2 separate regions of the Callithrix jacchus genome follow, and region 1 is linked to region 2. The links are chromatin contacts, called in public Hi-C maps. All regions are on one chromosome and are shown on one strand. The core of a region is the stretch at or near the end of the contact, and the rest is flanking DNA. Distances in the headings are between cores, read along the strand shown.

Region 1 (7,132 bases), core at 4,295-6,794, 310 kb after region 2:
GTCTGCCCTATAGCTTGTTATGGAGTTCTGTGGGGCTGGGTCCATTACAGACCTTGTGAAGAACACCAAAGGGAACACACTCAAAGAAGACTGGATTGCCTACATCTCCAGAGAAATCCTGAGGGTAAGAAAAGTGGGTGGCTACAGTGCTCTAACTCATTGTCTTTTGCTTCCATTTTATTTTTCCCAGCCACAAGTACTTCTTTGCATTAGTTACACCTGTATAGGTTATTCTCTTTGACAGTCAAGGGTTCTGCATATCTAGCTAGCTTTGGTAATTTAAGCTACATCATGATTTGACTCTGGTGGCAAGTATGTAAATAAGGTGGACTTAAGAAAAATAGTGTTTTTGTATTTACCTGAATTTACTTTCCAGGGCATCACAACATACCTACTGGCAGCTTTCCTTTGAGTTAAAAGCAAATTAGAGTGGAGGGGAAGGGAAATAATCTCCAACTATTATTTTTAAAGGAATCCTGTATATATGCTTATAAATCAATACTAATGGTGCTGAATGCTGGTTTTCAAAATCATCTTGAAGACTTTAGCGTTAGCTACTAGAATCTATTACAATATTTATGAAGTAAAGTTTGGATGCTTCATGTTATTTACAGCCATTTGGAAAGCTGGCTAACGAACTTAGAGTAAGTTTCTGAACTGCTGTTTTAGCAGCTTTTAAATAGTTCTTTTGAGTAGTAAAGCCATGTTGACAGCATAGGCAGAGGGTCTTTAGCATTTCATATTTGAGCGTTGCATGTAGTTATATTACCAGTGAATCTGTTCCTTCATTTGGCTATCACAGTTTTTCTCTCTACTCCATCCCTGAATTACACACGGACATGACTTGGTTGCATTTCATTTATCTAACACATTTTTAAAATGAAGATTATGAAGTTAAATTGAAACCCAATTCTTATGCTTCCCCCACTAATAAAAAAGTCTCATAAGTAACTAATTTTATTTTTTTAATAAGTAAAGTTATCCCACTTTTTATATTTGAGATTCATAGAGGATTGCAGGTTTAAAAATTGATGCCTAGACTTCCTAGAGAAACGTTATTTTTTAAAAAGTTTATTTGGATATTTATGTAGTCTTGGAAAATATGCAATTCCCCTAGTAAGACTAGTTGTAGGGGGTGGGGTAAGGTGATAGGAGAACCAGCTTTTTATAAACACTTGCAAATGTCATTAAAATATCAGGGTCTTTTATGACTATTATAGAAAGCAGAGCCTAAATGTGGAAACTAAGCTTCCTGCCTTATACGACTGTAAAGGAAGTCAGATACTGTGCCAGATGTATTTATTAATAACTAAAACTCTTCAGCATGGTAGGCAGGATAGAACACTGGTTGAGTGGTTGGAAACTACCATAAGTCAGACCTGTGTTAGAGTCTTGCCTCTGCTACTTACCTATAGCACACTCTGTGTTATTCAACCTTCAGGACTTATTTTCTCCTCATCTATACATTTTAGATACCAACCCTTTGAAATTACTTTTGTTAGGAGAATTAAATGAGTTAGTATATATTAATTGTTTAATGTAGCATGTGGATACATAACTACCTATCAGCAAATGTTAACTGATGTCATTATTCTTTTGTTTTAAACACCCACTCCCCCGCCATACACATGCCCACCCACGTACCCCCACCTCTACCTTTCTTGTATATAATTCTATTATGGGATCTCTCAAACAGAGAACTAGCTTTTAGCATAACTTTGTAGACATCAAATGTATTTCAGACTTCAAAGACATCAAAGCCAACTTAATGTGTTTCTGTACCTGGGCAAGCATTGTTTACCTATCACGTATAATATGTGCATTTAGCCATTTTACCATCATTGATCTCCAGTAACATTTAAAAGAAGCCCAACTTGTTTAACGCCTCTAAGCCAACTTGAGTGTGGTACACGAATGGACATATTTTTGAGACATAGCAAATCTTTTTCGCCTCACTGGGAATCTGAAACTGAGTTTCCTTCGCCTACATTTCATCTAGAATGGGAGTTTTTCCTTGTGACAAAGGTTTAAATTAAAACAAACGAATGCCTCAGGGACAGTTCATGTGTCATACAGTAGTGTGTGTTCATTATAGGGGTTACTAAGAGTTGGCTTTGGTAAAGAGAACACAAGATGATAAGCTGGAGGTGAGGTCACATGAGAAAGGAATGCAGCCACCCCCAGACAGATAACATGTTCTCAAGATGGTTGGGATTAGACAATTTCTGTGGTGGCAAAATCTTTCCTCATTTCTCACTAGATGTTGGATTTAGACCTTATGATTATTATGATCAGACCCTTTGAATGGTGAGGGTCCTAAGCAGGTAGGCCTCAGCCGTTAGGGAAGTGCTTTTTGGGGCCAGAACACTGTAACCCTCTGAACCACAAGGCTTCACAGCAAGACCAGCGTGTTCTTTTCAGCCCACTTCCATGTTCATGTTCCACATGGCACTTTCTCATTTTGGCTGAAATCAATACTTCATATTGAGTATGGGAACTTACAGCTTTCTATAACCAATACTGTATGACAGCCTTTGACTGCTCTTTTATTCTGTGACAATGACTGATAAAGAATTAAGGGGAAAATGTTTCCTAGTTTAGAAACACTGATGGATTTGTTTGAGGAGAGATAGGTTCCTCGCTGAATATTTGGACTTGGCATTTCTGCTAAGGAAGGATAATTGTGGCCTCATTTCTGGTATGGAACTAGTTGAACACACATACGCTCCCAGGTACTTCATGGAAGAAAAATGTACTTACTGTTCAGAATAATCATAAGTCAAGTTAACATTGTTGCAGAGCTGTTAGACCCACCTAATTCCCTGTAGAAGCAGTGATCCTATAGCAGTATAGACAGGAAAGCAGGCATTGTTCCATACATTTGCTAGTAAAGAACAAGAGTGCATGAGAGCCATATTTGTTTGAGAAGATGTGGGTGCTTATGTTTGTTGTTAAGATAATCTTGTAAAAATTTAAGAAGGAAGTTTTGCAGGTTAGCGAACAAAAATGAAGTGAAGTAACAGAAAAAGTAATTACAAAAAATTAGGGAAGCTAGCTTTTGTGTCTCTCCTTTTGCTGTTTGAAGTTATACCATGCTGAGAGGAGGGACTTTGTTCCTAACTATAGCAGTAAGGTACCATATATTTTTAGTGCATTTTTCTCTAGTCAGTGCTTTGTGGTATAATACCGCACATCCTGTGTTGTGAAAAATAAACAGAGCTGTCAAATAAGCTCTACTCTGTTTCATAGACAGACCAGTAAATGAATGTTTAGAAACCCCCTGTTAGAAAAATTAGTATTCTAGAGGAGCTGTTGTATTTAATTCATATCTTACAAAGTAATGATAATAATAAACCCCATAAAAAAAAGAAGCAAACAGGAAAAACCAAATAACCCTTACTTGTAATCTGCCCTTTTTGGATTGAGACATTTTAGAGTAAATAGGTTGCTTGTATCTTAAGGAGGCAAGCTGTATCTTTGGCTTCTCTAGCTGAGGACAGAATAAGTAATGAGTTGTGAGAATGATGCATTGCTGTCTCATGGACCATATTTGGATGCAACATGTGTTTTTGTTCTTCCACTACCTCTCATAAGAGACAAGTTTTTGGGCCTCATTCCAGATACAAGGTCATCAAAAGTGTTATATGCCCAGTAGGTTTGTTTCATTGGGAAAGAAAGATACTTTATTTGAACACAAGGCTCTTCTGACAGCATATTCCTTTTATGCTTGGGGTGAAGGTGGGATTGATCAGCACTTAGCAGTTTGTCACTGTGCAGTGGGAAAGCTAGCCATTGTTAAAAGAGCCAGATTTTAAAGCCCTCTCTTGCCCTTTGCTTTTCCCCTGTGATGTGTTTAGTTCAAATATGCCCATGGGGTCACCATCTAGACATTTAGCATGGGAAAGGAACCACCCTGTACACAAATAGCACAAATTATAGCAGAGAAACTGCAGATGGTAATCTGCAGTGTATCTTAAAGGCACAGCTACAAGTGGTCATGTTGCTCACACAGGGAACTTAACCTGCTGGGAGTGTGGAGGGTGAGGAGGACTTCTTTCTGTGTGTGTGGTAGTATTGGTGCTATCTTCCTGGGAATAGCTAAGAGTGAAGTTAATGTTAGCTCACAAAAACCTTTGATCCGCTTGTGTACTTTCTTATAAAAGGTGTGTTCCTGGCTGTTTATTTATAGTAACAGAAAACTAAAGTTTGGGCCTGTCTTTTCTATTCAGGGACTGGCACATCTTCACATTCATCACGTGATTCACCGGGATATCAAGGGCCAGAATGTGTTACTGACCGAGAATGCAGAGGTGAAACTTGGTATGTAATGGATGTGCGGCGTGATCTCATACTTGCACCTGGCACAAGCCAGTTGCACTCCCAACTCTGCTTCCATCTAGCTAAAAGTTCAGTCTGTTACCCATGTTTTCTATTTCTGTTCTTAAGAATGTGGGAACCGAGCATATTGCTTACCCTGGCTCCAGCCTTCCCACTTCCATGTTTGTATGTTTGTTCACGCCTCCGCCCATCTCCCCCTTCTCTATACAGCAGCCAGACTGATCTTCAGATCAGACCATGCCACTTTCCTACTTGTAGACCCTTAATGGAGTCCTACTTTACTTTGGATAAAACCTGCATTTCTCACCCTGGCCCATAAAAAGCCATGTAAGATCTGACCCGTGCTACTTTCCCCTCCTCATTTTATGTCCCTCTTTATTTCTCTCTTTATCCATTGCTGTCTTATTTTCTTTTTTTTAAACTTCTTGAGACTTGACTTCAATTTTGAAGTCAGTTTTTTTTCTCATGTTCAGGGGCCTTTCCAACCTCCGATCTGTCTTGGACCCTGGTACTTGTTTGTTTTGTAGTATTATTCACAATTTATAGTTATGTGATTGTTTGTTTACTTCTGTTACTGTCTGCTTTGTCAGAATGTGAGTTCTGGGAATGCAGCAACTAGTATATTACCCAGCACCTAGCATATAATGACTTTATTGTAGTAGGTGCTTGATAAATTTCTGCTTGGATAGATAATTACAGCCCATGATGCTTTCCTAGAGTTATTTACAAGGATTCTTTTATATTTCTTGTTTCCCTTAGCTGGGTCTGAACTCATTCGAATCACTTTCATCTAAGTGTTGTATCAAATTTTTAAACAGTTTGTATTAATTTTTCTTCCACTAACACATAACAACAAAATTCTTTATGTTTATATGGGTCTACTCTACCTTTCTTTTAGAAATCATAGGCACAGCTGTTGTACTGTAAAAGTAAGACCTTCATAGTTAATTTCTTACATAGTCTGTGTTTGTTGGTCTTCTGTAGAGGAGTAGTCTGCCCAATTGGAAACTCCCCTCAAGGCTAAGATAGGAAGCACTTGAGCAGTTCTCCTACCAAACCCTGCACTGGTCTCCAGGTACCAGCCTGTGATAGTCCCTGAGGATCACTTAGTGATTGGTTACCATTGCCTTCCAAGTTTCTGTGATTGCTTAGGCTTCTTGCACTGACTGGCTGGCCCGTGTGTCTCTGGTTCCTGCACTGACTGGCCTGTGTGTTTCTCTGTCTCTGGAGGAGCACTCAGTGAGTGAGTCCACACCCTGGACAAGCCATTTTCTGAGCGTGTTCTGTGCATAGAAGTTGAATCTATGATTCCTGTAACTCATCTCAGCATGGGCTCCTCCACCTTTGCAGGTTCCTGCTGGGGTGGTAATGGCCGGGTGTGTAGTGATAGTGTCAGCAGTGACTGATGGCAGGCATTCTGTTAGAGGTCATGGTCTTCCTGCCAACTCTGCCTCCCATCTTTGAACTTTCCTCTAGACCACCACCACCACCACCACCACCACCACCACCACCCAATTGGGTGGGATGCAGAAGTCACTGAAAAATCAGCAGAAGTCCCAAGTGCTTTGGGGGGTGTTTTTGAACATGTGGTTTAGCTTGATTTTCTTTATTTGATTCAGTACTGTGTTCTTTTCAAGAAAACATTTGTGGTTTTCTATTTATGGTTATTAAATATAAGAAAGTGTATTTCTTATATACCTATAAGAAGTATACTGCTTAATAAGGTAAGTCAAGTGCATCTCAATCAGTTTTCCTGAACCTGGGGCTCTCTGTGACTTGATCTTGTTTGTGGCAGTTCTCTGAAAGCACTCAAGGTTGTGGTTCATTTACAAGGCCCTCTGCTGGTCACTGTTGGAGAAGCTGGGAAGGCAGCCAGATCCAGGCCTCCCAGGAGCTTCTGGACTACTTGGTAGAGGATCTCACAGTTTTGGTTGCTTTACTGTGGAAGGGCACTCCTGACCAGTGTTGCCTGCCTTGAAGAGGACTGCATATTGATGAAGCACTGCTGTTTCAGTTTACTATGAAGACGTTTATCCTCCTTGAGTTTTTCCCCAAGTATGTCTGGTTTGTAATTGTGTTTCACTTTATCTTCCTTTCTCTTCCTCCCACAGTCGACTTTGGTGTGAGTGCTCAGCTGGACAGGACGGTGGGGCGGAGAAATACATTCATAGGCACTCCCTACTGGATGGCTCCGGAGGTGATCGCCTGTGACGAGAACCCAGATGCCACCTATGATTACAGAGTAAGAGGCACTTGCTCCATAGGCCTTTGCAGGGCCACTGGCATGCCTGAGGGATGGGGGCTTTACTTACAAATTACACACCCCTTGTCTGCCTGCTTTTTCAGGGAGGAAGATTGTCAGTGAGGAAAATTTCAGGTGCAAATTTTCTAGGACAGTATTCAGATGCCATCTTTTTTGTCCATTTGCATCACGTGACTGTGTTCTCACTAAGGAATACACTGGTTTCAAAGTAGTCTGGAGCACTCTGTCGTGGCTAGAACGTTTTGCTTTTATTTGCTTATCCTTTTTAACTTGAAGTATATATTAGAATCAAATATTCTTTTTAAAATATTGCCAATTATAGTAATAGTTTCATTTGAGTGAAATTATATATATATATATATTTTTAAACAGCTTTACAGCTTTGATTTGGTACACAAATTTATTTAAATTATTAGAGTGACCTCTAGGGACTTGAATCAATAATGCACTTTAAAAAAAATTGAGATGTAAATCTATATTTGTTATCAGACTCAGATTACTATTTTTATAAAAACTATTTTTAAAAATCCA
Region 2 (6,481 bases), core at 3,946-6,445:
AGCATGAACTCAGCTACATCCATTCCTTAGGAGAGTAAGTTTGCTTTGTGCTCCTTTTGAGAAAGTTCACTTTGAGTTCACGTCTCATCCTCTGTGGAAATACATATTCCTGCATTTAAGTAGTAGGTTTGAAAAGAACACTGATGACAGTATGACTGCAAAGATAAAGAAACAAAAATTGAGTTACTTCAATCGTGCCTTTCTATGGGATCACTTGGAGTTTTGACTTACGTTTAAAATGTAAACTTTGCACATAACAGAGATATTATACTTTCTGTGAAACAGAAAGCAACCTGAGGATATAATATATCTGTTATGTGCAAATTCTTCACACGTGAAATACATATTAAATTTGAAAAATATTTGAAAATATGAATATTTAAAATTGAAATATATTTTTTTCCATTCATCTTGCTTTTTATTCAATTGCTGTTTAACTATAATATTGTTCACAGCCATGAAAGACCAGTTTCTTTGGTTTGGTTTGAGACAGAGTTTCACTCTTTTTGCCCAGGCCAGAGTGCAATGGGGCAATCTCGGCTCACTGCAACCTCTGTCTGCTTCCTGGATTCGAGCAATTTTCCTGTCTTAGCCTCCCAAGTAGCTGGGATTACAGGCATGTGCTACCACACCCAGCTAATTTTGGTATTTTTAGTAGATATGGGGTTTCACTGTGTTGGCCAGGCTGGTCTAGAACTCTGACCTTAGGTGGTCCACCCGCCTTGCCTTCCCAAAGTGCTGGGATTACAGGCGTAAGTTACCATGCTCAGCTGGAAGACCAGTTTTTAGGTACATAGTTTTCCTTAATATAAAAAAAATGAATGTAATTAAAAAGCACAAATCCACTGCATCTTTCCTTTGTTGTAGTGGGTATTCATTTTATATTTTAAGTTTTACTCTCATGATTATATATACAAAGTTCAATAAAAGGGAAACTTTTACTGCATTAGTCTGTCATAATTATTAGTCATTGCATTTCTGATATGGTTTGGCTCTGTGTCCCCACCCAAATCTCGTCTTGAATTGTACTCCCATAATTCCCATGTGTTATGGGAGGGGCCAGGTAGGAGATAATTGAATCATGGGGGCGGTTTCCCTCACTCTGTTCTTGTGGTAGTGAATAAGTCTCATGAGATCTGATGGTTTGATAAGGGAAATCTATTTCACTTGGCTCTCATTCTCTCTCTTGCCACCGCCATGGGAGATGTGTCTTTCACCTTCTGCCATGACTGTGAGGCCTCCCTAGCCACATGCAACTGTAAGGCCAATAAACCTTTTTCTTTTGTGAATTGCCTAGTCTTAGGTATATCTTTATCAGCAGCATAAAAACAGACGAGTACAATGATTATTATTAAAAACATGTTGTAATGGGGTAAGTGCGATGAAAAGGAATCCGCTTTGAATGTCAAGTGCATTGGGCATCCACTGCAGATGCTCAGATAAGCCTCAAAGATGTCAGCAGGGGCAAATGCTTCCTGGCGCCTGCTACCTTCAGGGGACTGTGGTGAGGGCCTTGCAGATACTGTCTCATCTAGTTCTCACAAAAACAACATTTTAGAGATGAGAAAAAAGCCCAGAGAGCCATTCACTTGTAAGTGGAGAAGCTGTGACTTGAACCCATGCTAAGACCGTTCACCACCTCACTCACTGGTATCTCTCAGAAAGGCCTTGGTTTGTTGAAAATGATGCGTTTTGATCCTGCCCAGAGCAGGCAATGGTGAGATTCCTGGATGCAACGTCTCTGCTGAAGAGAACATTATCAGCTCCTGAGCTTGGCCTGAGAGAAGCATGCTGAGTCTCCCCACTGGCTCCCCAGGAATGCCTTCCTCCTGCCCCATCAGTACTCCTACAAAGGCAAGACTTGCTTGGGAGGTTTTTGAATGTGCCTGCCTGCATGTTAGTATCAGAGTTCTTTCACAGCCAGGACTGTGTGTGTTTAAACGTGTAACCCAGCAACTCCCAGGGTCCTTGGTATGTAATACGGGCTTGAGAAATGTTTGTGGAACTTACCTGACTGGCTGAGTAAAAATTACTGGCTTAAGAGAGTTTTTGGGAATTCTCTGGGAATTTTGCTTAATAACATGACTCTCATCTCCCATGAATGATGATCTATTCCTTCCTCTGGCAGGAAGTAGCGGTTGGTTTCCTCAGCCAGAGAGATTTTTTTCCCCTGCAACCCGTGGGTGGATTAAAATGGAAGGAGTGAGCCAAGCTGAGCCAGGAAGGACAGCCAAGGTCAGCAGGGCTGGTAGGTCTCCGCACACTGTCAGTAAGAGGGGAGGCTGCAGTCACTAAAGCCATCCACAACTATTCTAATTCTTTTCTCCTTCTAGTTCGTGGTAAGATTTTAATTCTGTGCACCCACTGAAATTAGGCCTGTCCACATAACTTGCTTTGGCCTCGAAGTGTGAGCTTTGGGGGCTTGTGTGCAATTTGTTGCATTGCCTCCTTCTCATGTCACAGTGATCAGGGACTTGGGTGTGGAGAAACCTTTATCAACCTAGGTCCTTAAATGTTTGTAGAAATCCCTGCCAACCCGTATTAGACATGTAGGACCAGCAAGCAACAAACTTGAAGCCATCCTCATATGACTGACAAGAATTCTGGATAGAAATATAATTAAGCATTAAGCAGGATGCACTATTTTTTTTTTTTTTTTCTGAGATAGGTTTGCTCCATTGCCCAGGCTGGAGTACAGTGGTATAATCATGACTCACTGCAGCCTCAACCTCCTGGGCTCATATGATCCTTCTACCTCAGCCTCCTGTGTAACTGGGACCACCGACAAATGCCACCGTACTTGGCTAATTTCTTTTCAATTATTTTTTGTAGAGAGACGGTCTTGCTGTGTTGCCTAATAGCTGGCCTCAAACTCCTGGGCTCAAGTGATCCACCCTCCTAGGCTTCCCAACATGCCGGCATTACAGGCGTGAGCCCCTGTGCCCAGCATCAGGCTGCCCTTTGACCCACTTCCTTATAAGGGAAAGTCACGCAGCACTGGATAGCAACCACTGGCATCCCCATTGTTCCTATAGATAGGATCTCTGGTGTTAGAGACTTTTGTTTAAGAACTCCTGAAGACATTTTCCAGATCCCAAATTTCAGTGGAACAACTGACACTAACCAGTTTGAAGACCCCCACAGAGAAACAAATCATCACGAGAATCCAGCTTCTTCCTCTCCTGCCCCATGACTTTACCTTGCACTTTTCTACCAATCCGCACTTCAGCCCACTCTGAAACCCTTCAAAACACTAACTCATCAGGGACACAGATTTGAGGGTTTCTCCCATCTCCTCATTCATCGGCCCTATAATTAAACCTATTTCTCTGCTGTGACCCAATCTCTTGGCATATTGACTTGCTGCACATGTCAGGCAATAGACCTATGACAGTTACAAACTTAATGTATGAGGTCATTAAGATTTGGAAGATGCTTGTTACTGCAGCAGCATCTAGCCTCTCCTGACTAGCTCAGAGGACCTGAGGCAGACATGAAGAGGCTGAGGAGGACATCAAGAAACTGAAGAGTTAAGGAAAAGAGCAACAGGATCAGGGTTCAGTGTGGACCCTGGAGCTGGGGCAGTTGCCTGAGACTGGGCTGTCCACACTCTGTGCAACAGGCTGGCTCCCTCTGAGGCTCCGAGAGGAGGTAAGTACGGGCCATGGAGTGGTGCCATCCATGTGCAAGAATGATTTTGTAGCATGTGCTGACTGTGGGTCACAACTGACTGGGGAAGAGGTAGAGGAAAAGGGTTGGGGAGAATGTGTGTCACACACCGAACAGTGTGATCCCAGAATGTTCTAACACTCCTCAAGAACAAATGAGTCGGGCATCAACAAAGGCCAACCTCAGACTTCCTGTGTGAGGAGCAGTACTGAGGTGGCAGTGAGTTATCTGTTTATCCCTTGTGCCCCGTGGCTAATGTACTTACTCTGTAGCCACTCCTGCAATAGATTTCCTCTAGGACGTTGGTTGTTCATTACTCATACATTCATTCTGCAGACACTTGAGATCCTAGGCACTGAGCCTACCACAGTGAGTAGACAGCTTCCATGGGCTTTATGGTCTGCATATAGTCAAACAATTAGTAGCAATTTTCAATATAGATTGTTAAGTACTCTGACGGAGTTTGGTATAAGTTGTCTGGGAGAAGGGCATAGAAACTAGTCCAGGAGGTCTACAGAGAACAAGGCTGTGAGTAACTGAATCAGGAGTTAAGTACATGCTTCTGCATAGCAAAAGCCCCAACAATTACAGGTAAATAAATGCCACCCTTCCAATCTACATGCAATAAAAAAAGTTCTGAAAGTCAAAGGCCTTGCAATAGAACATTTGTGAGGTGAAGCCTCATGATTCATCATCTTGGGTTCACCCAGTGGTCAAACCAAAGAAGAAAGCAAAAAAAAAAAAAAAAAAAAAAAAAAAAACTGAAGGAATTCAGGTGTCTGGAATGAATTAACTCTTTTTTTCCTCTTTCTTTTCTTTCTTTCTTCTTCTTCTTTTTTTTTTTAATAATGAAGACTGCCAGAAACTCAAGGGACCTGAAGATATTAGACAATTAGAATGTCACAATGATAACGTCTCTGTGCCTATCTATAGTTAACTCTTCCCACTCCAGGGTCCCAGCACATCATTCTTCTCCCATCCCCTCCACCGACCAAATCTCATCATTAAAACTCAGTTTAAAATCCACCTCCTGGAATTAATTATACCAAGCCGACTCTAAACAGTGGTCACCTGTTGGGAATGGAAGTGCTTAGGGGAAGGAGGGAACTATTCATGTTTTACTTTTATCAATTTTTATAAGCATGTGTCATTTTGTGTAAATAAAGCCAAATTTAAGCTTATGAGGAAAAAGAAAATTCCACCTCCTCCACGGACCCTTCTCTGCTTCTCTATCATAGAGTGGCCCCATGCTCATCTCATTGCCGTCTAAAATTCATTGGTTTTTCACAACTGAGTCCTTTCCTCTACTTTGGACTCAGACCCAGCTAAAGCCACCTGTAGAATGCACACAGCCTGACCCATATACAGGGGACTACATGCATGGTTGGCGAAGGAATAAAAGCCTGTAATGTTGGCACCTCAGCTTACGGAAGTTGGGGGATGTTTTCTGCGCTAGAAAGTCGGGTCTTTCACTGAGCCCCCAAGTTTAAGCAGTTTCATAAGTAGATGTTAACAACTGTGTTAACACACACCCACACACCCACGCCAGGAAGAGGCTGGCCGGATCATCTCCCCAGGAAATGCAGAATGATTGTACTCGGGAACTGCTGGGAGCAGGGGATCCTGCAACTCTTCCTCCTGTGAGGAACAGGACCCTAAGTTGGCGTCCTGTGTCTGGAGAGCCTGCCGGATCTGTGCGCACCTGGGAAAACAGCTCCCCTCTCTCCTTCCCCTCCCTCAGCACTGGGCATTTTTCCCACGTGGATCCACTAGATGGCCTGCAATGAACACCGTGACTTTGAGGAGGCCCGTGTTGGAAAAGGAAATACCTCCTTGCTTATCTATCCGTTTGTTTGCTTTGTCATTCACCATTTGTCCTCATAAATCCTTTCAAGTTTAACTCATATTAAAAACCAATAACTTACCCATTCAAGAACAGGAAAAGGGCTGTGTCAGAGTTGAATCTGTGAGCCTTCAGGCAGAGATTTTGGATTTAATTTCCGATTATTTTGCCAAATTAATTTCTGAGTGTTGTCAGCATTTTGTTAATTACAATGTAAACAACTCTGAGTAGAAAGAAATGAATAACTAAATAATTCTAAGAGCCCAATAAGTATATTTTAAATATACTTATTCAAATAAAGGGAAATGACACTACTTAGTACTGGTAGGTATGAGATAGAACAGGCTCATTTGCACATCACTGGTGCCCTACGTATCATAGTGGCTTTGGCAAAGCAATGTGGCCTTTGCTCTAAGAGCAGTGAGATAGCCAGGCCCAGTGGCTTATGCCTGTAATCCCAACACTTTGGGAGGGTGAGGCAGGCGGATCACTTGAGTTAAGGAGTTAGAGACCAGCCTGGCCAACATGGTGAAACCCTGTCTCTACCAAAAAAAGAAAAAGCTCAGTGTGGTAGTGTGCACCTGTAATCGGGAGACTGAGATGGGCGGATCACTTGATCTGGGAGGTGAAAGTTGCTGTGAGCTGAGATCATGCTACTGCACTCCAGCCTGGGAGCCAGAGCCAGACCCTGTCTCAAAAAAAAAAAAAAAAAACCATGAGATAACTCATACTCTAACCAGGAAACTTTGAGGAGATGTCTAAAAGTTAGAGAAAGGAATCAATAGTAAAATGTCCAGATTGCTGCTGTTTGCAGTAATAAAAACTTGGAAATAATTTGCAGAACCAACAATAGGGGAATGACTTAGTCAATTGCAGTATATCAGTATAATAGGTGAACTTAAAAAGGTTAGAAAGTGTGAGCTCTGCCTGTACCTGTGCATGTAAAGCCTTTTTTTTTTTTTAAAAATA

The links. A called contact is a pair of places that touch in the nucleus more often than the background predicts.
Region 1: a contact with region 2 is called in a Hi-C map of skeletal muscle, with 12 times the contacts expected there. The contact joins two enhancer-like sites. A contact is called at or near these places in 2 of 3 Hi-C or Micro-C datasets (both in skeletal muscle).

Annotation. Positions count from the first base shown.
Region 1 is chr14:11,767,992-11,775,123 of calJac240_pri, forward strand. It overlaps MAP4K4 (mitogen-activated protein kinase kinase kinase kinase 4), which reads left to right. Exons shown (of 30, transcript XM_078348850.1): 5 at 14-124; 6 at 4,230-4,320; 7 at 6,450-6,580. Among named protein-coding and RNA genes, the nearest start is that of MAP4K4, 130 kb to the left of the region's middle. Within about 2 kb of position 5,545, at least 2 of the 16 cell types and tissues checked have an H3K27ac peak or open chromatin away from gene starts, as enhancers often do. A contact at or near this core is called in skeletal muscle, where this site is marked.
Region 2 is chr14:11,462,531-11,469,011 of calJac240_pri, forward strand. No RefSeq gene overlaps it. Among named protein-coding and RNA genes, the nearest start is that of RFX8, 42 kb to the left of the region's middle. Within about 2 kb of position 5,196, at least 2 of the 16 cell types and tissues checked have an H3K27ac peak or open chromatin away from gene starts, as enhancers often do. A contact at or near this core is called in skeletal muscle, where this site is marked.